Linked DNA regions of Zea mays: region 1 is linked to region 2. Evidence: chromatin contacts called from public Hi-C data. All regions are on one chromosome and are shown on one strand. The core of a region is the stretch at or near the end of the contact, and the rest is flanking DNA. Distances in the headings are between cores, read along the strand shown. Region 1 holds the start of LOC100280654 (harpin inducing protein). Region 2 holds the start of LOC100192543.

Evidence for each region. A called contact is a pair of places that touch in the nucleus more often than the background predicts.
Region 1: a Hi-C map of root tip shows a contact between it and region 2, with 6 times the contacts expected there. The contact joins the promoter of LOC100280654 here to the promoter of LOC100192543 in region 2. A contact is called at or near these places in 6 of 25 Hi-C or Micro-C datasets (bundle sheath, ear, leaf and 3 more) and 1 of 3 datasets of contacts at active chromatin or transcription factors (leaf).

Annotation. Positions count from the first base shown.
Region 1 is chr2:760,862-768,086 of Zm-B73-REFERENCE-NAM-5.0, forward strand. LOC100280654 (harpin inducing protein) reads right to left here and starts at 5,824. Exons shown (of 1, transcript NM_001153572.2): 1 at 4,788-5,824. The coding sequence starts at 5,517. The coding sequence ends at 4,903. It overlaps LOC100501345 (pentatricopeptide repeat-containing protein At3g51320), which reads left to right and starts at 6,718. Exons shown (of 5, transcript XM_020547962.3): 1 at 6,718-7,225. It overlaps LOC100280633 (aspartic proteinase nepenthesin-2), which reads left to right and starts at 2,712. Exons shown (of 1, transcript NM_001153550.2): 1 at 2,712-4,550. The coding sequence starts at 2,871. The coding sequence ends at 4,346.
Region 2 is chr2:28,418-34,685 of Zm-B73-REFERENCE-NAM-5.0, forward strand. It overlaps LOC100192543, which reads right to left and starts at 2,935. Exons shown (of 1, transcript NM_001137762.1): 1 at 1,564-2,935. The coding sequence starts at 2,814. The coding sequence ends at 1,945.

The DNA of each region.
Region 1 (7,225 bases), core at 4,574-7,073, 740 kb after region 2:
AAGATCGAGACAGAATAGTTGGGCACTGGCATTCTCACAAGCTATTGTAAGAGGAGAGAATCACACCTTTGATAAAAACTTTCTTTACAAGTAAAAACACCCTCCAAGGATGAACGATTTATTTGCATGAGACTGTTGGCACTACTACTTGTACTTGATTTGATTTTCTTGAACGAACAGCCGAGTAAAGAGTAACATGGCCTATGAAAGCTTGCTTTAAGTAGGCTACTATTCATTCTCTTTTATGCTTCGCTACGCCCTAGTTATCATTTTTTATGAATTCATTCCAATATCGATGAATGCGGTCCATAGGGTAGTGAGCGGGATAAAATGAAACAATGGAAGAAAGAAGAGGCGCACAGCGGGAAAGTATCCCAAGTGGATTGACTACTCCTGTTTTATAGCTTAGGGAAAAAGATCACTTACTCTCTTCGGTCCTCCTCTGAGATTCTTTTTAGACTTTTGATGTCGTCTATTTGCCCAATTCAGACTTGGTAGTTCCACGTATACACACGAAGTGGCTCCCTTATCTGGAATTCCTTCTTTTCGTAAGCTTTGTGGATGAGGGGCGGAGCGAGGAAGGGATATTGGATTTGAAAGCCCTTGGCCCAGACGTATTGAAGCTAGCCTATAAAAATAAAGATTATAGGGACTTACACTGATTGATCCTCTTTGTAAGGAACATGCCTAGACTAGCACTTCTACTTATGTATGAAGGTGGATCTGACTCCATTCTTTTGATTCCCCTCCTCTAACCTCTTTAAAGATAAAGCAAAAGGCTATTATATTAGGAGGCTTGGGTCAAAGAGCTACTACTTGACAAAAGAGCTACTTCAACAACTACTTATTCGGTCTGCTTTCGGTTTAAAGTTCTTTAGTTAGAACTTTTTGGGCACGCACAAAGATCACGTGAACTCAATGGTGTGCGTAGGGTAACTAACGAAGCACTAAAAGAAGGCAAGAGCATGCCTCACTCACTGAGCACAATGCCCTACCTACCATCTCGATTCTCAACGAATTGGATGCTCACCACATATTTAGTATATGGGTGTATGCTCGCGAAACCTACTTCACTCCCACCCACCTCTGATTGCATTAGCCTGCTGATTGATCCCGGCAAGGAATGTGGTTCGGCAAAGGATAATTTCAATATTATTTCTTTGGATTTACTTTTTATGAAAGCGATGATTCCATCTAATTTTCATTCTCCCTTCCTTTTTTCAGACTTAGACTAGAAGCTAGCGCTTTTTGGCATCACTTAAATAAAATATCCGACATCATCTTTTGGACAAGATCCTCTTCGTTCTTCTTCCGGGTTAAAGGGCGAAAGAAAAAGGGCAAAGGAAAAGGCCACCTCATCAATATCAGGATACTCTGAGGGTTGCAAGTTTTGATGCACCCGAGCCAAATCTGACTTTTTTGAGTAAAGCCTTATGATGTTTTCAATTTATTAAGGAAAGAGGCTTCTTTGCAAAGAAAAGGGATAGCGCTAGGAATATCAATAGCGTACGGATAGCATTATTCCATTCCATTGCTATTTTCCTTCGTTTCGTAAAGTATCGTAAAGTAAAGTAAACTCAGGGTTTCCCGTACTCGGATGGTTGCTTCTACGTCAATTCATGGAAAGCTGCCACCATGGTTCGTGATTGGGCACAAGAGAGAGAGAGAGAGAGAGTCAAGCGAGTTTCAGTAGGTTCGGGCCGCTTCCTGTGGAGGCTTTGTATGTGGGAAGTGTTTACCAGTGGTATCTACCGAGTTGTGAGGTGCTAGAATGAGATGAAAGTGAAGGGGATCTCACTTGGCCTTATATACACGACCGTAGGGTGCTTCCCGCGTACATGTTGATCACATTTTTCCTGCTTATCTCCTAGCTAATAACGAACAACCTTCGCTGCCCCGAGGAAAACTCGACACCTCTGCTCCGAGCTATCTTCTACGTTTTAGGATGTCGGGCGCGGGAAAAACAAACGGCCTCAACGCGATCACACCAAAGCCGCGATTAATCCGGGCGTGGGCCCATCGCTCTCCTGGGTCGGCCCGTTTCCGCCGTTTCCCTCTGCCCAGCCCACGGCGAGATGTCATTGAGAGGCGACTGGCATGTGGCCCTAGGCAGAGTTTTTGCTCCCGAGTGGAACCGGGGGATATTTGTCTCCCACACACTGACCTATCATATTAGAGCAAGGTTAATAGTGCAGACACACCAACAATAAAGCCCACACATATCATAATTGGTTGTTAGATTGACTCATAATGCACACACAGACTCGCGCGAGCCATGCCGACCGGATACGGTTGTTTCCACCGTATGTGTAGATGCAGATAAATATTTTTAAAATAGCTTATTTTGCATCTGTTCATGCAGTTCGTGCTCTTCATATACAGCCAACCAAACAGACGTTCAACGAAAGTCAATATACGTGCTGGTTCAAAACGAGAAGATGCAGGTAACCAATCATGTGGATAGTGAAAAGCATTTAATGCTTGCATGTAAATGGGGAAGTAAGAAAGACACATTTGCTGTTAGCTGAGAATTTAAGCTAATTAATTCAGCTACAATTAATAGAGACAAAATAATGTAGAAAAAGTAGAATCCGTTTTGGAATAAAATGCAATGGAGAGGTCAGGTGATAAAGTGAATATTTTTGCCTCATACCATGTGCTGCTCGTGATAAAATTAAAATGAACTGAGCCGAGTCGTGGCAAACTGACCACAAGCCGACCAAGTTCACGACAGTGGCCCTACCGGAGACGGAGAGGAGCACCGTCCACCGCCATGTCCTCCACTCCAACCCAAGCAAGGCACATATACCCCCGTCCCATCGTATACGAATCACAGACAAAGCACGAGCGGTGGTAGCTGGCCAGCCACCATGGCTCCACCACCTCTGTTCCCGCTCCCGCCTCTCCTCATCCTCCTCGTCATCGTGCCTCTGTTCCCCACCGCCGCGCGGACGGCCACGACGCTGCCGCTGTACCGCCACCTACCGCACGTAGCCGAGGCCGTGGCATCGCACCACCACCCGCTGTCCCGCCTGGCCGCCGCGTCGCTGGCCCGCGCGTTGCACCTCAAGCGCCGGGACCCCAACCACCACAGCCAGAAAGGATCAGGCGGCCACCCGTCAGTACCAGCCACCGCCGCGCTGTACCCGCACTCCTACGGCGGCTACGCCTTCACGGCGTCGCTCGGCACGCCGCCGCAGCCGCTCCCCGTGCTGCTCGACACCGGCAGCCACCTCACGTGGGTGCCATGCACCTCGAGCTACGAGTGCCGCAACTGCTCCTCCCCATCCGCCTCCGCCGTCCCGGTCTTCCACCCCAAGAACTCCTCCTCCTCCCGCCTCGTGGGCTGCCGCAACCCCTCCTGCCAGTGGGTCCACTCTGCCGCGAACCTCGCCACCAAGTGCCGCCGCGCCCCCTGCTCCCCCGGCGCCGCCAACTGCCCCGCCGCCGCCAGCAACGTCTGCCCGCCCTACGCCGTGGTCTACGGCTCCGGCTCCACAGCCGGTCTGCTCATCGCCGACACCCTGCGCGCGCCGGGCCGCGCCGTCCCCGGCTTCGTCCTCGGATGCAGCCTCGTGTCCGTGCACCAGCCGCCGTCGGGCCTCGCGGGCTTTGGCCGCGGCGCGCCGTCCGTGCCCGCGCAGCTCGGCCTCCCGAAGTTCTCCTACTGCCTCCTGTCCCGCCGCTTCGACGACAACGCCGCCGTGAGCGGCTCGCTAGTCCTCGGTGGCACCGGAGGCGGCGAGGGCATGCAGTACGTGCCCTTGGTGAAGAGCGCGGCGGGCGACAAGCTGCCGTACGGCGTGTACTACTACCTGGCGCTGAGGGGCGTGACGGTGGGCGGGAAGGCGGTGCGGCTCCCGGCGCGGGCGTTCGCGGCCAACGCGGCGGGGTCCGGCGGCACCATCGTGGACTCCGGCACCACGTTCACGTACCTGGACCCGACCGTGTTCCAGCCCGTGGCGGACGCGGTGGTGGCTGCGGTGGGCGGGCGGTACAAGCGGTCCAAGGACGCGGAGGACGAGCTGGGGCTGCACCCCTGCTTCGCGCTGCCGCAGGGCGCCAGGTCCATGGCGCTGCCGGAGCTGTCGTTCCACTTCGAGGGCGGGGCGGTGATGCAGCTCCCGGTCGAGAACTACTTCGTGGTCGCGGGGCGCGGCGCCGTGGAGGCCATCTGCCTCGCCGTCGTCACCGACTTCAGCGGAGGCTCCGGGGCTGGGAACGAGGGCAGCGGCCCGGCCATCATCCTCGGCAGCTTCCAGCAGCAGAACTACCTGGTGGAGTACGACCTGGAGAAGGAGAGGCTGGGGTTCCGCCGGCAGTCATGCACGTCGTCGCCGTCGTGAGGTCTCACGACGTCGGCATGGCGGGGATCGGAGTGGAGGCCAGTAATTACTCCAGAGTCCAGTCCACGTAACGCTCCAAATTCCAATTCCAAAAGCTGGCTGCTTGATCTTTTGTTAGTGCTCGTGTACTGCTAATAAAAACTAAATTTACTGTCATCTACTACTACTATTAAGTTATTGAAAGACGTGGCTTGCTTTGGGTTTCATTGGTAGTTTTACTTTTAACCCCTTTAATTTGGTAGTGGACTATCATGGGCTTGTGTGGAATGTTTGTGGGCCTATCTCTCTTGTCGCATGCCTTGATTGCGTGTGGTTGTGGTGGGTACCTAATTTACTGACATGTCAGTGGCAATTGTAGGAGGCAGGGCATGTGCCATTGATCGGCATACGTACTCCATAGCAAGAGGGAAGGGCCAAATGAGCATGGGCCCTTTGAAGTCGTGTCAGAAAAACAAACTTGTCTTGTGGCCACCAGGGCGCACGAGCGTTATTCGCTGTCCACGGCGATGTACAGCAGCAGCAGCAGGCAGAGTATCCCTATCCTAACAGCCAAAAATCAGAACCACACTTTGCAATCCGTGGGCTGAAAGGGCGAGGCGCTGGCGGCGGCGGGGACGGGGACGGGGACGGAGAGCGTGCACGTGATCTTCGCGTTGGGCCCGTGGGCCTTGAACGCCCAGAACTTGACCCTGAGCTTGGCGTTGAGATCCACGTCGACGTCGAAGCGCCCCGCGGACTGCTGCTGCCTGAACTGGGCGGCGGCGACGTCGCCCTGGAGCAGCTGCGTGCCGCGGAACCCCGGCGCCAGCTTGGTGGCCGCCCCCGTGCCCTGATAGAAGGCGTCGAGCGGCGCGTAGCCGAAGCGCTGGCCCTCGTACGAGGCCAGCGCCTGGACGTCGTCGTAGTAGAGCCCCACCCGCGTGTTGGGGTTGCGCACCGTCATGGTGACGTTGAGGTCGTAGGCGAGCGTGGAGGAAGCGGAGAGCGCGAACTGGGAGAGCGAGGCCGAGTCGACGGTGGCCGCGATCATGCGCGGCTTCAATATGAGGTAGAGGGCGAGGGCCAGGAGGCCCAGCGTGACGGCGAGCGAGACGAGGATGCTGCACAGGCAGCTGAAGAGGCACCTGCAGGGGCAGCACAGGCACGAGATGGCGCGGCTCGCGGAGCCCATGGCGGTGGTGGCCGGGGTTTTGGTAAATCCGGGACGGCGGTGGAGGGATTTGGATCGGATTTGGTGGTTCGTGCGGTGGTGGCTGGGTTATATCTATATGCAAGGGAAAGGGACGCCGGGATGAACGGCGACGCGGTTGTGTAAATGCAAACTGCTCCGCCTGCGGATTGGAGATCGGGGAAGTGGAAGGCACGGCGAAGTGGCTGCCGGCCGTGGTGGAGATACGAGGAGGCGCCGCAAGCACATGGGTTGCTTGGGTGGGTCGTTTGGGCGTCCCGAGTCAGGCCAGCCACAATCCCACGCCGTCTCGTCCAACGTTCACAGAAACAAATTGCATTTGCTGCCGTGTGTGCATCACAACTTCCCCCACTTCGTTCAGCATCGGTGGATCCATTGATAAAGACGCGTCACGACTCACTATCGCACTGTCTCATTTCATTCCTTCCATCTATCCATGGGCCAGGAATCATACCCCTCGTTCCAAAAGTTGAAGAAACATTTTTAAAAAAATCAACAGTTTAGACACATATATCTTTTGAACTGCTTATATAAGTGTTGAACACTAAAATTGACAGCACTGATACCGTTGGACAGTCCACTGGAAGCTCATACGGTTCGTCCCCTCACAGTCCGACTTATTAGCCCGGACCGTCTGAGACCAGATAAGTTTGAGTGAGTTCTGATTTGTTGTGAGATCTTCTCTGTTTCTTACGTTGTCTTGTTGGACTTCGGTTACTATAAGATTGAGACATTTCCCCTATAAATATGAAGGAGTACATCTCGAACACACTCAATTCAATTGAAACATTCCAATTACCTCACTTATCTTCATGCATTAGGCTTGGATGTAGCGTAGCTCTAGTTGTAGTTCCTCGATCTCAGTCTTAGCTCTCTTCGCCTCTACATCATTTAGAGGCGCTTTGAGTGGCCTGCCGACACCAAAGCAATCCTATGATCCCTCTCCCTGACGAAGTCTCTCTCGGGAGGCGAGATCTAGATTGTACATGAAGTCATCTACGCCATCATAGAGAAGAGCGTGGTTATTTGTGCGCATTGCAAACGGTCCTCTGCGTCATCTCGGAGAGAAGTCCCAAGGTCCTACGTGTCGCGCACAAGCTCTAAAGATCATTAGTATTTAGCCAAAGACGCCAACAATAAGTTGATCACTAAAGTGCTTACAATATGGCTTGAACCTTTTGCTCGAAAACTTTTCAATGAGCAACAAACTGTCTTCATAAGAAGGGGAGGCACATTATGAGTGGTGCGATGATCTTACATGAACCCAAAAGAAGAAAAGAGACTAGGACTGTACTCAAACTTGATTTTGAAAGAAACATATGATCAAGTCAACTAAGATTTTATGTTTCATTGTTTTTAGGAAAAAAAGGCTTTTGCAAAAAAAAATGTCCTTAACGCGTATGGTTGTTAAAGAGGGCACCGCCAGTATTAAGATCAATAATCAAATTGCTAGATACATAAAAAGATGTAAAAGAGTTAGACATGGTGATCCTCTATCACCTACCTATCCAATTTTGTTGGTGACAGCTTGGCTAGAATGTTTGTCAAATGTCACGAAAACAATGCTAAATGGACTTGGTAAACATAATATTCTCTTGAAACGATGATCTGGAATGATTTCTAGTCAGATTTTTTGTGTAATTTATATAAGTTTTGATGAGTTGGAATGATTTATGGCTGGAATACACCA
Region 2 (6,268 bases), core at 1,685-4,184:
TCTACAGGACAGCAATCCGGCCGGCTATGTTGTATGGAGCAGAATGTTGGCCCACTAAAAGACGACATGTCCAACAACTAAGTGTGGCAGAGATGCGTATGTTGCGCTGGATATGTGGCCACACAAGGAGAGATCGAGTCCGGAATGATGATATACGAGAGAGAGTAGGAGTGGCGCCAATTGAGGAGAAGCTTATGCAACATCGCTTGAGATGGTTTGGACATATCCAACGAAGACCTGAAGAGGCACCAGTGCATATCGGAATAATTAGGCGTCCCAAGAATGTGAAGAGAGGTAGAGGTCGGCCAACTTTGACGTGGACAGAGGCTGTGAAGAGAGACCTGAAGGAGTGGAATATTGATGAAGAGCTCGCCGCAGATAGGAAGGGGTGGAAGTGTGCAATTCACGTGCCAGAACCCTGATTTATAGTTTCGCTTTTCCTCCTTAATCGTTTGACCTTTCCTTGTGCCCATTTTAGATCTTGCTGGTTCTTGTGGGTTTTATCTCTTTTATGTGTTTCCCCGTTTCGTTGTTTTCGGTTCTCCTTTGCCTTTGTTTCCCTTTTCTGTTCTTTGGGGGTTGAGCTCTGAGGTTTTCATACGGGGTTTCATCTCTAGCCTACCCCAACGTGCTTGGGACAAAAAGGCTTTGTTGTTGTTGTTGTTGCACTAATGACAGAAGAATGGTAAGGGACATTTTAGTCTTCTTATGAGTCATTTAATGTATTTTGAATAATTTTAGTCCTTGAAACCAAACAAGATTAGTTGGTATAGATTTTAATCCTTTCTCCAATAAATCCTTTAAAGCGCTAGATTGTTTCTGGGGAGCCCAAAAAACCCATTTGTAGCTACAAATGAGGGAGTTTTAAGGGCTATGAAAAAGTTGGGAGCACTTTAAGGAAATTGTTAGAGACATGTTTTTGTGTTTTTTCTAAAAAAATATTGATTTAGAGAGCTCTTGGAGATACTGTAAGAGCAACTCCAATAGTTATGTAAATTTTAGCACTCTAAATCACAGATTTAAGAAGTTGCTAAATGGCTTTTAGAGTAAAAAAATATGAGTTCTCCAATAGTTCTCTAAATATAGGTTGTAATTTTGTTTTGTATTTATCCACATAAAAAATAAGTCACAAAAACTATATAATGCAGTCAACATTTTTGTTTAGGGAGTTGTTAAATGGTTGCCAAATGTAGAGAGAAAATAAGGCTAGATGACAAGTTGTTAAATTTAGAAAGTTTATTTAGATAACTGTTAGAGAATAGTTTTCATGTTAACTACCTAAATTATTGATTTAGGAAGTCTTTTAGAGAACTACTGGAGTTGCTCTAAATACACTCCCTAAACATGGCCTCTGAAGTGTCCATAGCAGGACAAGACAACAATGTGATAGCAATGATACAATCATAGCACTATCATATGGTCAATCGAAAGTTTTGTGAGATTTTAAAAGAAAAATGTGGTTAGCTTGCTTTTTCACCAGAGGCCATGCATCCACATTGAGGTTTCAGGAAACCAAATTCTCATGTATCTCCAAATGATTGGATTCTTTTACAACAATGTCATAGCATTAAGAACTACAACATGAATTTAATTTAGTCTTCCTCCTGTATCTCCAAGTGATTCCATTCTTTTACCTTTTTCTTCTTTCTAAAATCAAGCAGTGCATGAAAAAAAATACCAGTGTAGTTGTTTAGAAGAAGGGCTCTTCTTGAACATGCTCCTCTCCACTGCCTAGTTCAGCAAAAGATTTGAACAGATTTATCGATAATTCTATGAACAGCTCAATCTTTTTCCTAAAAGCAAAAATTGCTTGATCTTCTTTCTTCTTGGCATGAGCTTTGCAAAAGATGTGGATCACCCAATTTCATCCCCATTCCCCGATTGGGAAAGAAATGGCAATGCCACCGGTGATCTTGGAATCTTGCCCTTGCTCGTCCAGCAGTCCTACAAGATGTGGACGGGGCCGATGGAGCAGAACGCGTCCGTCGGCCCCGCACCGGCGGCGATCCGGAAGTGCCAGAGGCGGCCCTTTGCGGCGACGAGGTTGTCCTCGCAGAGGTACTCCCACGCATACCACCGCTCCACCGTCCGGTCCACATCGTGCACCGCCACGTCCACTGCCTCGCCGCCAGCCATGGCGCGCGCCAGCGCCGCGGCGGTGTAGATAGTCCCCATCCGGCCGGGCTCCTCGGGCGCCGCCCCGCTGGGTCCGTCGACGACGACCACGTCCCACCGCGCGTCGAGCACCTCCCGCGGCAGCGATGTGAGCGCCAACGGGCACCCGGACTTGCGCACCGTCCCCGTGGGCCGCCGGCACGCCGGGCTCCCCCGCGCGCGCCGCAGCAGCGGCCACGCCTCCGCCGCCGCGTCGCGGTACCTGGTCTGGTGAACGGCCGCCGCGGCGGTGGACCCAGCCCCGCGGTCGGAGAGGAGCGCGCGGCGCGCGGCGTCCGCGTCGTCGGCGCTGTCTGTGACGAAGGCGGTGGCGGCCCCCGCGCCAGCTCCGAAGTTGAGCTTGGCGAGGGCGAGGAGCTGCGGGGACAGGCCGAACACCAGCAGCCTGCACGGCGCCCGCGCGGCGATGACGGAGCGGAGCAGAGCGAGCTCCTTGGAGGCGAGCGCGCTCCTAGCCGTCCCGTTACCGCCGCCGTCTGCGTCCCACGCCGGGCTGCTGCGGGAGGTGAAGCCCGCTGACGAGGACGACGAGCTGGTGAGGAGAAGGAGCTTGATGAAGGAGAGCGTGGAGAAGATGATGATGACGATGGTCAGCAGCTGCTTCGGCGGCAACATCCGGCCCCCGCCGCTCAGGTGCATCTGGAAGCTGCTCCTCCCCGTTTTTCTTGATCTGCTCTACCTGTCCTACTACTCGGGTCAGGTGTTCTACTGGCCTCCTGATCTTGTCTTCCTCGGCAATTTGCCCGCTCTGAGATGCGAGACCTCCGCTGCGTAGATGGGATGGATCGGATCTTGGTGAGGGGGTTGCTTTGCTCTCTGTCTCTGCCCCCGTGCTCTTGTCTCTGCTGGCTGGTAGGTGTTGACTTCTCCTCTCCTAAGAGCATCTCCAACAATGCCTTAAATTAGTGTCTCAAATTGAAATATGAGGCTCTACAAAGAAAAAAACTACTCCAACAATGCCTCAATTCATAAAATTTGGTCAAAAAATTATAGGGCACCGTCTCAAATGCATCAAATATACTACACCGTAGTGGTCTGCCCTATAATTTACATTTGAGGCTTTACTGTTGGAGCGGAGTGTTTTGTTGGTGCCCTAAATTCTATAAAATATGTTCATTTTTAAATTATAAGGCATTTTTATAAGTCACATTGTTGGAGATGCTCTAACTGCGGTTGCTGCTTGCTGATGTCTCAACTAACCATTCGACTATTCGAGCGATCGATCAGCTGTTTGCTGATGGAACAGCTTTGAGATTCGTGCTGCAGCTAAGTATGATTGCTGATGTTTCATCCTCTCCCTGATAATTAAACACTAAACCTTTCAAGGAATTTAATTTCAATATCTCCCTGACGACAAATTTCAATAAGCCTAAATTAAGGCCGAGATTTTGGGTACCTGACCTTTCCCAAGAAACTCTTCTGCACTGAGTAGCATGGTGGATCAAGACAGTGAACCTTTCCTATTCACCGTCCGGCACCACGGTTGTGACAGACGAAGCATGCCCACAAGCAGCAACTTCTGTAAACCTCTTCTTAATCACATACTAATCTTCCCAGGTGGTGGAGTCAACCGGAAGTTGGAACCATTTGATCAGCACTTGAGGGACGGCCTTACCAGTTACCACCCTTCTTCACGAGCCGGCGATCCAGGATGCGTTCTGGAACAATGTCTTGGGCACCTTGAAATCAGAAAAGACATGGAACACCGGGTGCACCAAGCTACCCCTCTAGTAATTTGAGTTTGTATGCTGCTACCCCAATGCGACCCACAATTTCAAACGGTCCAAAGTACTTAAATGCCAGTTTGGGAAAGGGTCCGCCGAGTGTTGCACATAGGGTTGAAGTTTCAGTCGCACAAAGTCTCCCACTTGGAAGTTGGAACTGACAATCAACACGACGATGGTCAGCATAGATCTTCATACGATTCTGGGCCTTGAACAGATTGTCCCTTAGAAGTTGCATATGAGCCTCATGTTGAAGGAGCCAATCAACCACGTCTGAAGAAGTGGTCAAGGACGGAACTAGCAATCCAAAGATGCAGCATCATAGCCATAGAGGGCTTTAAATGGTGTACAACCAAGAGCTGTATGAAAAATTGTGTTGTACCACATCTCAGCTAGGGACAACTACTTTTGGAGAGTCATAAACCGTGCATCTGAAGAAGTCCAGTGCCAAAAACTGAAAACAATTCCTTCCAAAACATGCTAGTGAAAATTTTATCCCTATCCGAAACAATGGATTTGGGAAACCCATGGAGCTTGATCACTTGATCGAACACAGCTCGAGCCACTATCTTGCGTTGTAAAAGGATGTTTCGATGGAATAAAATGGGCATACTTGGTGCCTAACAAGATGGAATAAAATTGGCAAGCCTTCTATGAAGTCCATGGTAATATCTTGCCAAGCACCAGTCGATACGGGTAAGGGTTGAAGTAAGCCCACAGGATGTGTATGAGTATTTTTTGAGTGCTGACAAACGGAGCATTGTTGAACAAAACTCTCCACATCAGTCTTAAGCCCCTTCCAAAAGAAAATTGTTTGACACGATGATAGGTGGCCTGAACTGCCGAGTGACCGACCTCGCACTGTTGTGGAGTGCAGTGCCTTGATGAGCTTGGTCTGTCACGCCGAGTTATGGGCAATCCAAATTTTGTCATGGAACTTAATGATGCCGTCAGTCAAGGAAAAATCATGTCCAAATTTCGAGACAGTAAGTCTTGCGCCGCTCGATCAGTTATATAACTGTTAAGAACCTCCTGCAACCAGATAGGTTTGGCCACTGAGACTGTTGTCGTGGAAAGCAGATGACCAACTCGGGATAAACTATTGAAAACTATTGAAAACTATGATGGATAAAGCAGGTGAGTCATCGCTTTCCTTTGCATGTCCAAGTGCAGATGTTGTTCAGTGAGGTAGGACAAACTTTGATGGTCTGTACGAATAACAAATGCATGGCGTTGAAGGTATGAACGCCATTTCTCAACATCCATGATAAGAGCGAGAAATTCTTTTTCGTATATAGATAATTTTTTATGATGAGGGCCAAGTGTTTTGCTGAGGAAGGTCATTGGGTCATCACGTTGCATCAACATGGCTCCAATGCCTAGGTCACAGGCGTCAGTTTCTAAGATAAACATCTCAGTGAAGTCAGGCAGAGCAAGGACTGGTGCACTCACCATAGCTTGTTTTAGTTGACTGAAAGCATGGGTGGGTTGATCTGTCCACAGAAATTGCTGCTTGCGAAGAAGATTGGTGAGTAGTCGAGTAATCATGCCATAATGTCGGATAAATTTTTGGTAATAACCGGTTAATCCGAGGAAGCCTTGTAGTTCTGTAATCGAAATAGGGACCAGCCAATTTTGCATTGCTATTGTCTCGGAAGGATCAGTGGCAACCCTATCCACTGAAATGATGTGTCCCAGATGTTGGGGACTTGTTCTCAAATGCTATGAGTTAAGAACAAGGCAACACAAAGTATTAAATGTTAAAGTTCTTCGTCTTTCGAAGTATTATTTTCTCTATGATATAACGATTTTCGAAGGGTCTTTGCATCTTCCTCGGCGGGTGCGAAGGGTAAGGAAGCTAGTCGAGCCAACTAGGGTCCGTGTAGGCAGTTGGAACGTAGGTTCCTTAACAGGTAAGTTACGAGAAATAGTTGACGTTGCGGTGAGGAGACGGGTAAATATTTTATGCGTTCAAGAGACCAAGTGGAAGGGACAGAAGGCGAAGGAAGTGGAAGGTACAGGTTTCAAGTTGTGGTACACGGGGACTGCAACAAACAAGAATGGAGTAGGCGTCTTGATCGACAAGAGCCTCAAAGATGGGGTAGTAGATGTTAAGAGGGTAGGAGATAGAATCATCCTAGTCAAGCTGGTCATTGGAGACTTGGTTCTCAATGTTATCAGCGCGTATGCTCCTCAAGTAGGCCTTAATGAGAACTCAAAGAGAGAGTTCTGGGAAGGCCTGGAGGACATGGTTAGTAGTGTGCCAGTTGGCGAGAAGCTCTTCATAGGAGGAGACCTCAATGGCCATGTGGGTACATCTAGCACCAGTTTCGAGGGTGTACATGGAGGCTTCGGCTTTGGGACTAGGA